2 separate regions of the Mus musculus genome follow, and region 2 is linked to region 1. A link is a contact called in public promoter capture Hi-C data. All regions are on one chromosome and are shown on one strand. Each heading gives the region's core, a stretch centred on a gene start, on an enhancer-like site or on the middle of the called end of the contact. The rest is flanking DNA. Distances are from core to core; before and after follow the strand shown.

The links. Promoter capture Hi-C pulls out the DNA fragments that hold promoters and counts their contacts.
Region 2: a contact with region 1 is called in a promoter capture Hi-C map of liver, with 3 times the contacts expected there. The contact joins the enhancer-like site here to the promoter of Hal in region 1. A contact is called at or near these places in 11 of 39 promoter capture datasets (the 3T3-L1 cell line, the C10 cell line, the HPC-7 cell line and 5 more), 1 of 15 datasets of contacts at CTCF or cohesin (CD8 T cells), 16 of 484 Hi-C or Micro-C datasets (the C10 cell line, CD4 T cells, the HL-1 cell line and 9 more), 7 of 115 datasets of contacts at active chromatin or transcription factors (bone marrow-derived macrophages, embryonic basal ganglia, embryonic stem cells and 2 more) and 3 of 9 other capture datasets (adipose tissue, liver and pancreatic islet).

What each region holds. Positions count from the first base shown.
Region 1 is chr10:93,486,116-93,493,666 of GRCm38.p6, forward strand. Hal (histidine ammonia lyase) reads left to right here and starts at 2,653. Exons shown (of 20, transcript NM_010401.4): 1 at 2,653-3,262; 2 at 3,759-3,819; 3 at 3,925-3,952; 4 at 4,632-4,706; 5 at 4,800-4,872; 6 at 4,984-5,050; 7 at 5,695-5,732; 8 at 6,338-6,463. The coding sequence starts at 3,016.
Region 2 is chr10:93,521,894-93,529,444 of GRCm38.p6, forward strand. Amdhd1 (amidohydrolase domain containing 1) reads right to left here. Exons shown (of 9, transcript NM_027908.1): 6 at 5,704-5,828; 7 at 5,300-5,393; 8 at 3,953-4,113; 9 at 1,445-2,609. The coding sequence ends at 2,522. Among named protein-coding and RNA genes, the nearest start is that of Amdhd1, 14 kb to the right of the region's middle. Within about 2 kb of position 3,673, at least 5 of the 459 cell types and tissues checked have an H3K27ac peak or open chromatin away from gene starts, as enhancers often do. A contact at or near this core is called in hepatocytes and liver, where this site is marked.

The sequences.
Region 1 (7,551 bases), core at 1,403-3,902:
CTAATAGTGCTACTCCCTGGGCTGAGCATATGCAAACCACAGCTCCCCAGCCCTGGATCCATCCTGCTGCCCCAGTGGACTTACCCCAGTCTCCTGTTCTTCACAGATCAGGTGACCACCCTGAGCATCCCAGTGTACCCTCACTCCATTCAGCCTGCCTCACCACCTCCCCAGAGCACACGGCATGTGGAGACCCATTGATTGAATTTGAACCAAATAAAAGACAGGCCTAAGAGAGTACCCTGCAGCTCGGGGCATTTCCACGTGCAACCTGTGGGGGGGGGGGGGCAGGGGGGGCGGGACATTGGCAGTCAGAGCAGAAGGATGTTATTTAAGGGTCACAGAGGGTCTGCAACACGGAGACATCGGTGCTTCTGTCTCGTGTGTTTCTCTTACTCTTAATGTGCACTCTGAACCCAGCTCACCCTGGGTTACACATAGAACGACAATCACAGTTCCAAGTTCTCCACTGAGCCCACTCCTGGTCAAATAAACTCTAGCTAAGGGGAGTGTTGTTTTAGAGTATAAGCTTTGGGTGTGTGTCATCACTGGGTACCCCCTAAAAATGTAAAGATTAAGAACACCCCGAAGATGGTTCCTGTCCAATCCTTGAATCCAGTTGTGTTCTTTGGTGGACTTATCCATGCTACAGCATAATCCCGTTTCCCAGCACATGGCTCTCACTTGCATTTCTTCCCTGGAAAGGTTAGAGGGCGCCAGAGACACACCCTGCTACTGGTTTTCCTAGGACCAAGGATGCATTCTCACTGGCTCAAGTTCAGCTAATTCACATGCACTGAGTTGTCTCTGTGTCAGATCAAGTGCACAGGATCACCCGAGGAACTAAAAGAACAGAAGTGTATAAATGGTGAAAAAGATGGGCATGCTAACATAGCCTGGCAAAGAATTCCACCGAACCCAGATTAAGGGTGACTTACACATAAGGTGAACAGAGACAACAGCTCTGGAGTTATCTGACACGCAAAGGAGACCAGAGAGTGTGAAGAGAAAAAAAATGAGAAGTCAGCCACATGATATTTGAGGTTTGTGTAGAATCTTCACATGGCTAGGAGGAACTGATTGCCCGGTACTGATATCATGGAATCACTCAAAAGCTGGGTCTACCTGGGATGTCAGCAAGAGCACCCGATAGTTTGGGTGACCTTTCAACCTGAGGGGTAGTGGGACATCTCAGCCTTGGCGCATCTGTTCATCTCCAGACATCAACATCTGAACAGGTATTCAGACAGGACTTGGTGGTGAATGAATGAATAAATGAAGGTGGTTCACATCTGAGGGCCACAGTTTTCCCAGAGTTGTAAAAGATGAAGCCCGTATCTGGGAATGAGCTGCAAGTTGAGGAGAGAGGGAAGACTTGGAGCGTTCCCTCTGGGGGGGGCATGAGTCAAAGGGTGGTGCCATCACCCCCACGGTCATAGGACTTGTTACATCAGTCTGCTGGGGTAAGCAGGTGACAGTCCAGAGTAAGGACTCAGGGTATGGGTTTCATCCCAAATTACACACATAATAGATTCTGGCTTCCCAAGGACCTTGAAGCTGTTTAAGCATAGCCACATAAGCAACTAGGATAGCTTCCTAAGCGGTGGGGTTCAGGAGGAGAAGAAAGGGTTAACCGGAGGTCAGGTCCGTGGGCAGAGATGAGCTAAGTAAGGTGGAAGGCCATGTCCTGGAGGTGGAATACTGAACTGAAGCTAACTTCTGTCTTGATAGCAAATCGAGATGTTGCCAAATTGCAGGGCACAGTCGGGGTGTGGTTGTCTGATGAATACATTTCGATAGACTGATGGTAAGACACTGGATGTGGATCTGGGTGTCTATCTACAGAGCAACTGTTCTAATGAAGTAGAAGGCAGGTCAGGGTTTCTGATTATTCAATCAAATTTCTCAGAACTGACATACTACTAAAGCGCACACAATTCTTTGAATCTCTTGGGCTATCAGTGTTCCTTAACACAGGTGGGGCAAAATTAGGTGGGGGGGGGTGCAGGGGAAGCGGTTTGGGGCAGGGAAGAAGCTTAGCTGAACTAGGGATATCCAGGGGGCAAAGATAAGGAATATTCACACACACACACACACACTCTTGAGGGCATGTGGAGTGTTAAAGTCCAAGTCCTGGTGAGAGTAATTGGGAGTCTCCCCATCCAGCAGGCACGGACCTCAGGGTTGACACACACTAATTGACTTTGTCCTTCCAGCTGCCCGTGGGGATATTCGTTTCATAGACGAGTAAAGCTGAATCCCAGGGGACTCAAATGACTGCGAGTCACACAGCCAGGATTTATCCCAGGTAGATGCCGCGAATCACGGCATTAGAGAATTTGCCTTTGGCTTAGGAAACGGGAAGATCACTCACTCACCCCAGGGTAGTGAGCTGAGGGCCTCCAAGCTACGGTGATTCATGTGTCTAAACACAACCTTTTCAGAACTGCTTTCTTTGATGGAGCAATGGCTTTGGTAGCACTGGGCACTGGCAGGGAGGCGTTGCTCAACGCGTGTTTGTGGAATAAATAAATGAATGGGGATTGCTACACTCTGGGTGTCACAATTGACCGAGAGGATGCGTTTTACCAATTGAGTAATTCCCTAAAGAGGGGAACATGGTGTTTATAAGCAGCTTTCAAGGCAGACTCAGAAAGGGAGAGAGAGAACGGGGAACCCTGGTCAGAAGGACTTCCAGGGTCAGAGAACTACAAGGTTACATTAAAAGTGGGCTCAGCTACCCATATCCCTGTCTCCTGCACCTAGTTCAGCATCCAGAAAGGCCAAAGGAACACCAGAGACCGCAATCAATATTTGTTTAAAGTGTGAATGGCTAAAGGCAAGGGAAGGGGTGTGTTCTGAAAGTCCACTCTCAGTCTCACTGCCAACCACACCCCAGCAGACACTCCCCTCCCTGGTAAAGGATAAAGGCTCTCCCCAGTCGAGGACTGTAGGAAAGGAGCCAGCCCTTGGTTACAGTGGCCTGCTGCTCAGAAGGGCTATAGCATCTGAGCCATGCCTAGGTACACAGTGCACGTGCGTGGGGAATGGCTGGCGGTGCCCTGTCAGGATGGGAAGCTCACTGTTGGCTGGCTGGGCCGTGAGGCTGTGCGACGCTACATGAAGAACAAACCGGACAATGGTGGCTTCACTTCGGTGGATGAAGTGCAATTCCTTGTGCATCGGTGCAAGGGCCTGGGCCTGCTGGACAATGAGGACGAGCTGGAGGTGGCCTTAGAGGACAATGAGTTCGTAGAAGTGGGTGAGTGGCCCTCAGGGGAACAGAGCCTTGGCATGTCCTGGAGGAAGTCACCCCCGTGTCAGGGAACACGGCAAGAAAAAAAGACTTGAGTACTTGCCCTGGGGGAGCCTCAAGCCTTGCTTTATCATCCACCTCCCCCTGCCCCCAGCCTGCAATAGATGGAGAGAGGCAGGCCACAGTGACAGTCTGGACTTGAACCCAAGGCTGCAGGTTAGAGTCCCTTGCAATGACAGAATCCTTCTGTAAGGGACTGCCAGAGTAGAAACAGAAGCAGGCTAGAACCAATCTTCCACGTACATCCCCCTGCTACCTTTCTGCTTTTTGCTTTCCTGTGTAAAGACGCTAAGACCGTGTGAAAATGTAGGATGTCACGGTCCAGCAGCCGTTGCTATGAAACACAAGCTCAGTGCATGGAGGGGTCATTCCTGGGTCTGACACCTGCCCTGATGTGACACCCTGTGACCTGCTAGGCCCCTCTCTCCCCTTCTTGTTTCAGTGATTGAAGGTGATGTGATGTCTCCTGATTTCATTCCGTCGCAGCCAGAAGGAGTTTTCCTGTATCCTTTGTGCATCCCCTTTGGTCAGCCCTGCGGTGGCTGGTCCTGACACGGTGGGGCTGGGGCTGTTCCACATTGCTAGTCTGCTCCTTTACCTGGCTTTAGATACAGCAAATACCGGGAGCCTGAAAAAGTAAGCTATTTTCCTTTTTGTGGGGAATATAAAACTCTGTCATGTCTGAAATATGCCTCCTTTCACCTACCACTTTAAGAAGGGGAAGGAGGAGGGGGAGAAGAGGACAAGGAAGAAGAGGAGAAGGAAGAGGAGGAGGGGGGAGGAGGGAGGGGGAGGAAGAGGAGGGGAGGAGGGAGAGGAGGGGGAAGAGGGGGAGGGGGAGAAGGAAGGGAAGGAGGAGAAGGAAGAGGAGGAGGAGGAAGAGGGAAGAGGAAGAGAAGGAAGAGGAGGAGGAAGAGGAGGAGGGGAAGTAGGAGGAAGAGGAAGGGGAGTAGGAGGAAGAGGAGGAGGAGGAAGAGGAGGAGGAAGAAGAGGAGGAGGGGAGGAAGAGAAGGAGGAGGGGGAGGAGGAGGAGGAGGAGGAAGAGGAGGGGGAAGAAGAGGAAGAGGAGGGGGAGGGTATATCTGGGTGAGCACTATACTAAAAGACAGGTTTCATCCAGCTCAGAGTATACTATGGGGAGCCTGGCCCCTGTTTTTCTGATTTTTCTTGCCCAGTGTTCCCGTAAGCCAGCCCTGTTCTTAATTAGCACATCAATGCCTCAGAACGGTAGTAAACTATCTTTGGGGTCAGGCAGAATCCAAGGCTACTCCTTCAAAGCCCCTCCCACTCACTGAACCTCACCCTTCTTGTTCAGTACATTGCCCTAGATGGGGACAGTCTGAGCACAGAGGATCTGGTCAACCTGGGCAAGGGACGTTACAAGATAAAGGTACGTGAGGGAGGACAGGAAGGACAGTGTCCTTCCGTCCCCATTGGACATGGAAGGCTTTCGTATGCTCACTCCTGGCCAATGCTCTCCTAGCTCACTTCAATTGCTGAGAAGAAAGTGCAGCAGTCCCGGGAGGTCATCGACAGCATCATCAAAGAAAGAACAGGTATCCTTTTCTCTCTCGGGGTGTCCCAACATTAGTTTACGGGCAAATGTAGGAAGAGAACCCCTGTGGCATCTAATCAAAGTGTCTGTTTCTTTCTTTTTTGTACTCCAGTTGTTTATGGCATCACCACAGGTTTTGGAAAATTTGCTAGAACTGTAATCCCTGCCAATAAGCTACAGTAAGTCTCCCATGAAGGCGCCACAACCCCACCTGCCCCAACTTGGAGATTTTGTTCCCATGAAGATCATTCACATTTTCTTTTTAAAGCACACTGACATTTGTTGAGAGCTCACTTCAGACCGGTAGTTCTCAACCTTCTCAATGCTTCGACCCTTTAATATAGTTCCTCCAGGATGTTGTGATGACTCCCCGCTCCCACCCCCAACATTATTTTCATTGCCACTTCGTAATGGTAATTTGGCTACAGTTACGAATTGTAGTAAATCTCTGATATGCAGGATATCCTGATATGTGAGCCCCAAAGGGGTTGGGACCCACAGGTTGAGAACCCCTGCTTTTGATCAAGCCATGGGCAGCAAATTCTCACACAACCCTGGGAGACAGTCAAGCGTCTCATGTTCCTATATGGGCAGTGTAAGGTTCCTGTTGACTTGTACCCAACTCATCATGAGAGAACGAGACCTACTGTGTGTCCTTTCCCTGCATGCAGCAACTCATCTAAAGTCTTCCCTGTTGTTCCCTTTATACTCCCAGCTGAGAAAGCATGCCCCCCTCTCACACACACACACACACACACACACACACACACACACACACACACACACACAGGTGTCTAAGAGGGTTCTCATCCTTCTCTTCCAGGGAGCTTCAAGTCAACTTAGTCCGTTCCCATTCTTCAGGTAAATTCTTCCTAGTATCGGGTGCCTCCCAAACCACGTAGCTCACGTGATTGACTAGCATCATGTAAGTCCCATGCTACAAGTCCCATCAGCTGGCGTGCTCCAAATGCATTCCAAGGGCTGGATGCTCGGGACCCAGGAGTGTGAGGGAGACATCAGGCCAGACCAGTTTTCTGCTGCAGCTTAGAAAACAGAAAGAGCCCCTTGGAAAGATGGGGTCCCAGCCTAGGAAGAGACCACTGCACTTAGGGGAGAAAAGGGAACGCTAATATTGGGGTCATGAGCTAGACAGGATGAACCCTGGGCCCATGACATGGAAGGAGCTTGCGCCAAGGTCTCTCTGAAGTATTCCGAAGCTATTTAGGCAGGTGAGGTTCCCTGAAGGATGCTAAGGAGCAATCTGAGGAGAGCCTGGGCCTCTAGCTTGGTCCAGACAAGGCTTTGAGAAGCAAGACTGGCAACAGGGAGCACCATCCACCCAGCTTCAGAAAGCCAGGGGGAGATTGGCAAACTAGGAAAAGATCTGAAAGATGGGGGCAAAGGGGCAGGCAGGAGGTGGAGAAGGATTTTTTTTTCTCAAAGAAAATGGCAATTCTGCTTTGTAGGTGTTGGGAAACCACTCAGTCCTGAGAGGTGTCGGATGCTCTTGGCTTTGAGGATCAACGTCTTAGCCAAAGGTTACAGTGGGATTTCCTTGGAGACGCTGAAACAAGTTATTGAAGCATTTAATGGTAAGGCAACGTGTCCTTAGTCTGGCCTTTCAGAGAGATGGTGGCTACACACCACAAAGGTAGACTTGGATGGCTAGATGCTGAGATTAAAAAGAAAATAATCAAAATGAGTGTAAAACTGATTTGGCAAGAAGGAGACCTGGTTGGCAATTGGGTAGCAAGAATTGGGAGCTTTAATTGTTCCCATAAAGGACGGCTATCTTGTAGCTTTGATCTAACATTTAAGATAAGCATTCACCCTAACATTATGCCTTTTAAGCTCTATACAGAGCTTTCTATTCAGTGGTACCCATATACGATCAAGGATTCACCAAGTCATCCAGGAACATAATTCCTGGATGATGTCCATCCCCAAGACAATGGTTCCAGTTGGCACCCAGGGAACCTGAAGTCTTAAAGTTCCCTGGATGGTGGACAAGTTGCACCAACACACAGAAATCTAACTCTGTAAAAAGGTAGGGTCAGAAATGTGACAAGGTTAATAATTGACCTAGTCATGAAGCCATTGTGGAATAAGACACGATGCAACTAAACTCAGTGCTTAAAGGGGGAGACCAGGTTCTCAAGGCTCAGGAAGCTGTACCTTCACACAGCTGAGGACAAAACATCAGGTCGATGGGAATCCCAGGGCTCCTTGGGGTAAAAGGAATGGGAAAGGAAACAAAGTCTCTCGAAGTCATCTGGAGAAGACCAAATGCTTGAGTTGCTATGCTGAGGGCACAGGGGACTCATAAATGTGACATGCTGGCCAGTGGAGGGCACAACCTATAGGCTAGACTAGGGTGGTCTACACAGGTCCATAGTGATCCCATTACAGTACAAGTGATCAGCCAGCTCCACTCCACCACAAGCCTCAAACCCAAGTAGCTCTGCAGCCTTGAGCTCACCACTGCTCTGATAGATTAAGGCATCTGTGGGATCCTGATGCTCTGAGAATTTCCCAGGTCAGCTACAGTCAGGAAGCTGGTCCATGATTGTCAGTGATGTGTCTAACTGATATTACTTAGCAACAGCTGGGGAAATACGAACACCATCATCAGGGCTTTTATTTTAGGAAACAGAAGCCTTTGTTTTGGGGTAACGTTTTT
Region 2 (7,551 bases), core at 2,423-4,922, 37 kb after region 1:
AGAAGCGTTTCTCAGTAGGCAGAGGTTTGCTGGCTTAATACAGATGTTCAGTTCAGACTTTGGTAGTGAAGAGTGGTTTCTGGGTTTTTAACCCCATAAGAGAGGTTGGTATTGCCGCACCTTTCAAATGCTTCTTCTTAGACCAAGAGTTGAACATTCCAGTTTCTGGTAAAAACTAATCTAAATATGAAATTAGTGTGTTTATCAGTGAGTTGTTCTTTTGAGGGAGGAAGATTTTAAGGTTGTCTGGCATTGTCTTTATTTCTAGTGTCCATTTTGGCCTTAATAGGATCACAAATCCTCCAAAGGCAATGCCCAGCTTAGAACTAGAACTTCAGAAGAAAGGGTGTTACCTCTGCACTTTCCAGACAGATTAAAGAAAAATCATGATGAGGTCTTCGTGTGTGTCTTTCTTTTCCGAACATATTAGCTTGCCCACCCTGTATGGCACCTGGCCCACACAGTCTCACCTCAGAAGGGTGATACCGCCTCCCAAAGGGTGGAAACTTCTTGACAGGCAACTTCTTGGCAGGCAAAGAGATGAAACTGAATTGAACTAAGACGTCCGATATGCCCATGTTCCTTTTCCCTCTCCTTTCTGATTTTTTAAATTTTATTTTGCTATGTTTGAGACAGGGCCTCAATAAGTAGCCCAGGCTACCAGCCTGGGACTCAATCCTTCTGTCTCCACCTCCCCAGTGCTAGAATTTCAGGTGTCTATCACCACCCCAGCTCATGTGGTGGAGGGTTGTCTTTGAAAGGGACTAAGGCACTTGGCTGTGGTGGCACACACCTTTGATTTCAGCACTTAGGAGGCAGAGGCAAGTGGATCTCTGTGAGTTCGAGGCTACCCTTGTCTACAAAGCTTGTTTCAGGACAGAGAAATCCTATCTTAAAGAACCAAAGAGAGACAGATTGAAACAGAGAGAGACACACAGGCGGATTACGAGAGAGTCAGAAAGAGAGACAGAGAGAAAGACAGAGAGACATAGAGACAGAGAGATAGAGAGAAAGAGACCCAGAGACACAGAGAGACATAGAGAGACAGAAGGCATTTCTCCTGAGATTGTGGATAGTCCTTTAAAGCCCTGCATTTTAAAAAGCCTGGATTTAACCATACCTAGTCTATCTGTCTTCTGTGTGGGGGTGTCGTAGCTCACTCACCCACCATTCCCTCTATTGCAGTCTGCCTTGAGTTGACACAGCACAAAGGGTTGGACAGGGGCTCCCCAGAGGTCGTACCATGCTGTTTGGAACTTAACCAGACACAACTGGGAGTTAAGTAAACTTCTTCACTCCGCAAGCAGCGTGACCTCCAGTATTGCAGCAGCAACACCCAATTCATGCAGGATCTTGACTTGATTTACACCGAACCCAACGCGCCTCGTAATCCGGCCCTGCCAGCCTGGATTTGATGATTGTTTGGCAACTAACATTGATTTGTGGCGTCACTAATTTGTATTAGCATTGCAAATTTCACTGAAATAGTTTACAAGTTTTCAAGGGGGTGTGGCTTTAGAAATACAAGTTTGCCTAAATAGTCATTCACTCTGCAGATAATTTTGTGATCCGTTCTTTGAACATTTCCAAAAACTCCCTAGACAAAACAACTGATCCATGTCCGGGGTTGTCAGGCAACAATGGTAATAACAGCAAATATTTATGGAGAACTATAAAACCCATGACTTTGTGATACGAAAAAAAAATTAACGTAAAGATTTCTGTTTTAACACAACCTCATTGTCATTGACTAAAGCGTGTCTGTGGAGGAGAGTTTCCATATCTGTGCAAGATATCAGGTCTTGAACTCTGTGGTAAAGCTTTATTACAAGGGCTGATACGATGTTAAAAATGGGAGGCCATCTCTGCCCCCCACGTTTGTCCCCAGACAAACCGTGGGGAGCAAAGACTCTGCCTGCTTCTTAGGAAATGGTACCCTTGGTCTCACTGGGGCATAACATTTGCAGAAACAAAACAGATCTCTCAAGCCAAGGTTGTTTCTCCCACAAGGGAATTTCTGAGCTATCTGAAATTCATCTCATATATTCAATTCACATTCATAGCATATTCATCTCAGAATGTCTGCAGCCAGTCTTTGAAAAACAACTCTACATTTCATCCCAGGTTTACCTATTTACACTTCCAGATAGCCATACATGTTCACTTCAAACAGGTCCATCCCTTGGGGTTTCCGGTGAATAGTAAAACCCTGACATCTGGTTAGGCTTAAGTGACACCGTTCTGTAAGCCACGGAAGGGCTTTAACTTACATGGCGTTATTTGATACAAAGCATCAAATCTTTCCTTGAAGAGCTGTCATTTTTTAAAAAATATTTTTTATCTTATTACATTGATTTATGTGGAGGTGAGGAGGGGTCTGGTACATAGCAGGTGAGTACGTGGAGGTCAGAGGGTAACTCTTAGACATTCTCTCCTCCCACCCTCATGAGCTCCAGGATCGAACTCAGGGTTTGGTGACAAGAGACTTATCGCACTGAGGCATCTTATTGGTTCAAAGATATCACTTCTTGTAGATGACTTTTCCTTTAGTTATAACATAATCAATTAATTCATGATGGCCTCCAAACTGGTAAATCAAATGTTCCCATCTAGAAAGAAAGAAAGTAGGAAATCGTTGCTTCAGTGCACATAAATCAAAAGCATCACCGTGTCAGTTAATACGAATTTAAAGGTGGTGACGCACGCCTGTAATCCCAGCACTCGGGAGGCAGAGGCAGGCGGATTTCTGAGTTCGAGGCCAGCCTGGTCTACAGAGTGAGTTCCAGGACAGCCAGGGCTACACAGAGAAACTCTGTCTCAAAAAACAAAAACAAAACAAAACAAAACAAAAAACCCAAACAAACAAACAAACAAAAAACCTAACTTAAAGTGAATTCAGTGTGCGTGTGTGTGTGTGTGTGTGTGTGTGTGTGTGTGTGTGTGTGTGTGTGTGTGTGTATACATACATATGAGTGGTGTATGCCTGCTCACTTGTGTAAGTGCACACGGAAGTCAGTCCTCCACATTGGTGTCTTCCTGATTACTATCCACCTTATTTTTTTGAGGCAGCTCTGTAACTGAACCTGGAGTCCCTCTATTTCACTAGACTGGCTGGTCAGCAAACCCTAGGCATTCCCCTGTCTCTGTTTCCCCAGTGCTCAGAGCACGGGCCCATCCTGCTAAGCCTGGCTTTTTACGTGGGCACTGATGCTCAACTTCGGGTCCCCTTGTTTGTGCAGCAAGTGTTCTATGAGCTGAGCCAGTTCTCCAGTCCCTGAACCTTTAAAACCCCATTCATGAGTAGTACATGCACATTATCTTTGATGGATGGAGGAGATGCTTCGAGAAGGACTGAAATGAAGGAGCTGGTCTCCGCTGTTGAACGTGGGGTCCAGTGGCTATTATGGGCTTATGAGGGTCAAAGGGATAGAACATCTCCAACATTTAGATTTAGACACTAGGCCCAAGCTTGTGGCACTGGAGGCCCAAGTTATAGCAGACCACAAGTGAGTATTAAGAACTCAGGAATAGGAGAGCTGAATAGAGGCTTTGAGAGTCCTTTGATTCCATGAGTCAGAGAACGAATAAATCAGAGCCAGGTGATAAACAGGGCTGTAAACAAGCAAGAGGTCAGGAGGCAAGCATGAAAGCAAACACACAGGCTCAGGGACAAGTCCCAAGTCCAGGAAAACAGCAGGAATTGGAGGCCCAGGAAAAAGGCAAGGCAGAGAAAGGGATTTGGAGACTGGCTTTACTACAAAGATGAGGATATCAAGGGAGACCTTCTGGTTGGAAAGGGGTAAAGATAGAGGGGGTCCAGTGGTGTGGAGTCTACACAGAGCCTGATACTTACTAAGTACAAGTAGGAAGACATCTACAACTTGTCTACATGGGCATCGAATAAGACAGCTAATCGTTGCTATGGTTACCAGTCGCTGGGGAGGACACGCACCTGGATGCATTGATGATGATGGCGTCCCCCTGCTTGCCAACTTCCAAAGATCCGTGGGTGTGAGATTTTCCCAGCGCATAAGCCGCGTTGATGGTGGCAGCGGCCAAGGCCTCCGGCATGGACATTCTCATGTTCACACAGGCCAGGTGCATGACCATCGGCTAAGGCAAGGAGAGACAGCACTGGAGAGCAGCAGAGTAGCAGCAACTGCTATCTAGGAAGCCTCTCCACACAGCACAAGCAGGACAATTGAATGCGTGTCTGGAAGGAATGGCTCAGGGATAATCTGGGCTCAGATGTAAAAGGCCCCAGATTTTACTCTACTCCCCACCCCCCAAAAACGATGTATGGGCTAGAGAGATGGCTTTTCAGTTAAGAGCACTGACTGCTCTTCCGAAGGTCTTAAGTTCAAATCCCAGCAACCACATGGTGGCTCACAACCATCCGTAATGAGATCTGATGCCCTCTTCTGGGGTGTCTGAAGATAGCTACTGTGTACTTACATATAATAAATAAATAAATCTTTTAAAAAATATATAATATATACAATATATTATAAACATACCATAAAATGTTTATTATATGCAATATATTATATATTATATTACATATTATATTGTGTGCATGTGTATTTATAGATATTTATAATATATTACTTATACATATGTAATATATTACATATATTTTATTACATTATATACTACACACATATCTGTAATAAATATATATGTGTATTGCCAAGTTGTTATTGGAAAATGCAATTTACACATAAGATTCTTAAACTTTGGGGGAAATTCCTTTATTATTTAATAATACTGTGTGTTTAATATTTACTTAAATAATATTATACAGTTTTTTAAGACCCTATGCTATGTGAGAAGCTTATCTCCATCCTTACTCACTAAAGTCTCACTGAGTTTCTGCTATGCCCCAGAGAAGGAAAATGGTTTATCACAAACCCTTAAGTCTCAAAAAATAGAGATTTATCTCTTCATAACTGGATGAATTTGTGTGTGCAGAAAAATTCAATTATACCACCAACTAAACCCTTTCCCTCTTTCTTCTCAAGGAAATATTTTTATATTTTAAAATACATTTTCACACCGGGCGGTGGTGGCACATGTCTTTAATCCCAGCACTCGGGAGGCAGAGGCAGGCAGATTTCTGAATCCGAGGCCAGCCTGGTCTACAGAGTGAGTTCCAGGATAGCCAGGGCTACACAAAGAAACCCTGTCTCAAAACAAACAAACAAACAAACAAAAAAGATTCACAACTGATGAAAAAGTTAAACATTTATATGCTCCATAGTTTCCACTCTGTTCAGAGAAATATCCAAAAGGTAATTACCATGGAAAAGCAGTACGCGTTGGGGTTGAAATCGCTGCCCAGAGCAACTATGACACCCTCGTCTAACATCTTCCTGGCTCGAGGCTGCTTCAGCCTAAGGGGAGGGGAAGAAAGGTGTCATTCTCCAGGTGGGACTTTTTCAGAATTGATGCAGGGATGGCGGGAGCGTTCATGTTCTAAAAGAGAAGAGAAAGCTCCAGGTGGAGTGGAGGTGAGCATTGGCATCACCTGACATTTCATGGGTTTGCTGGTTGCGCCTTTAGGATGATGGCTTTGTGCCACTGTTGCCGCATCCCTTGGCATCTGAGTTTCTCCGGAGCTTTTTGGAACAACGCATCTCCGAAGTCTGCATCCTCACAACCTGTACTCGAAGGCACTGTGTCAGGGTAAGAGAGGTTCCTTACCTCAGCATGTAGGCTGTGGTGGGCAGGAGGACAGCAGAACACCGAGCCGCAGCCATGGCAGCAATGCCTTCGTCGCTGACTTCCTCCAGGTGGCTGATAGCCTGTGCTCCCAGTTCGGCCCCAAGCTAGGCAAGATGGGCAGAGGTTTAACATACAACAACAATTCAATAAAATGCTATGACACTGCTTCCTCTGCCCTGTTAAGAATCCTTGTCAACTATTTCTGATGAGCACAAGCTCTCAAAAACAAAGGGTTTGTCACAGACAAGCCATTTGAAAATTAGCATGCTGGAGATAAAAAGTAGTATTAAAGTGAGGTGTGGTGGATCACATTTGTAATCCAGGCACTTGGAAGACTGAGGCAGGACAATTGGCAGCCTAGGCTGGCTACATAGTGAGTTCCAGGCCACCCAGAGTAATATATAGAGAACTTGTTTCAAAACAAACACAGAAACACACAATAAATGAATCTTATATCGATATTTTCTGAAACTATGTTGTGACTCCCAGGGATCGGAATAAAAAAAATGGGAATAATATCAGTAATAAAATCTAATTATTCCAGAATTCACAGAAATGCAACAAAGATGGATGTCTCAGAATGCCATCCACTCTGGGGTTAAAAACAAATTCAGTTAAAAAAAAAAAAACTTTAAATAATTTGAGTTGTCAACTTAAAAGTGGTTTTTCTCCAGCAGAAATGTTGGGACTCAATTGTTGGCAGACAGCTCAGAGAGATGCTGCATCAGGACCACGGAAGCTTTATAGCGGGCTTCTTCTCAGCTTGTTCCATCCCATACTTTAGTCCTCCATGGACGAGTGTCACACATGCACACACAATTCCCAGGCTGAAGACTGGCATGTTAAACAACCCAAGGGTTTAATCCATGTTAAACTGTCACTTGTACTGTATGGCCATGGGAAGCTGCCACATCCTAACTGGAGGAAGTGTTGACCCCTGTTGTCAGTACTCAAGATGTCGGCGACTGAAGATCTGAAAGGCCAGTGGGTTCACAGGAAACTCCTTAGGGGACATTTCTCTCTGACTTTGGATTCAGCCTGCTTTCTGAATCTAATTTTCTGATCAGGGGTATTGGGTTCTCTCAGTTTTATCCACTAGTTGCTCTCTCTGATCAATAGTCACTCACTGACCACACAGATTACATCCATACAACAAAGTCAGAAAATACTAGCTTGCAGAAGCCTATCTCTACCCCAGGCACTGTACTGCCCTCCAGGGATAGAGAGTTCCGAGTGTTGGGTGCAAGTTTAGCCAGTGGGGAAAAAGCAGGGTGAAGTCACAATACAATCTTAAAGAGATTTGGGTTGGGGTCCTAGAGGAGGAGTAGCTATGGTGAGCCTTGGATGAGAATATGAATCAGGAAAACAGCAGGTTTGGGATATAGGATGTTAAAGGTAGTCGGCCGTGCTTGGTTTGTGATGGAGAGGCAGAGGAGGTGAAAAGATACAAGAGAGAAAGGGGGAGAAATAGGGCAGGCCCGGATCCTAGTACCCATGCACAGAGGGACTTAAAAGCAAGCTGGGGGTGGGGGGTTTTGGCTTCCATTTCCATAATACTGTTCATCATCAAAGGAAGCCAGGACAGGGACTCAAACAAGGCAGGAGCTGATACAGAGGCCACGGAGGGAATCTGCTTACAGGCTTGCTCTCCATGGCTTGCTCAACCTGCTTTCTTATAGACCGGCCAGGAGTAAGCGCCACCCACAATGGGCTGGACCCTGCCTCATTGATTACTAATTAAGAAAATGCATTATGGCCAGATCTTATGGAGGCACTTTCTCAACTGAGGCTCCCCCCTTTTAGATGACTCTAGCCTGTGCCAAGCTG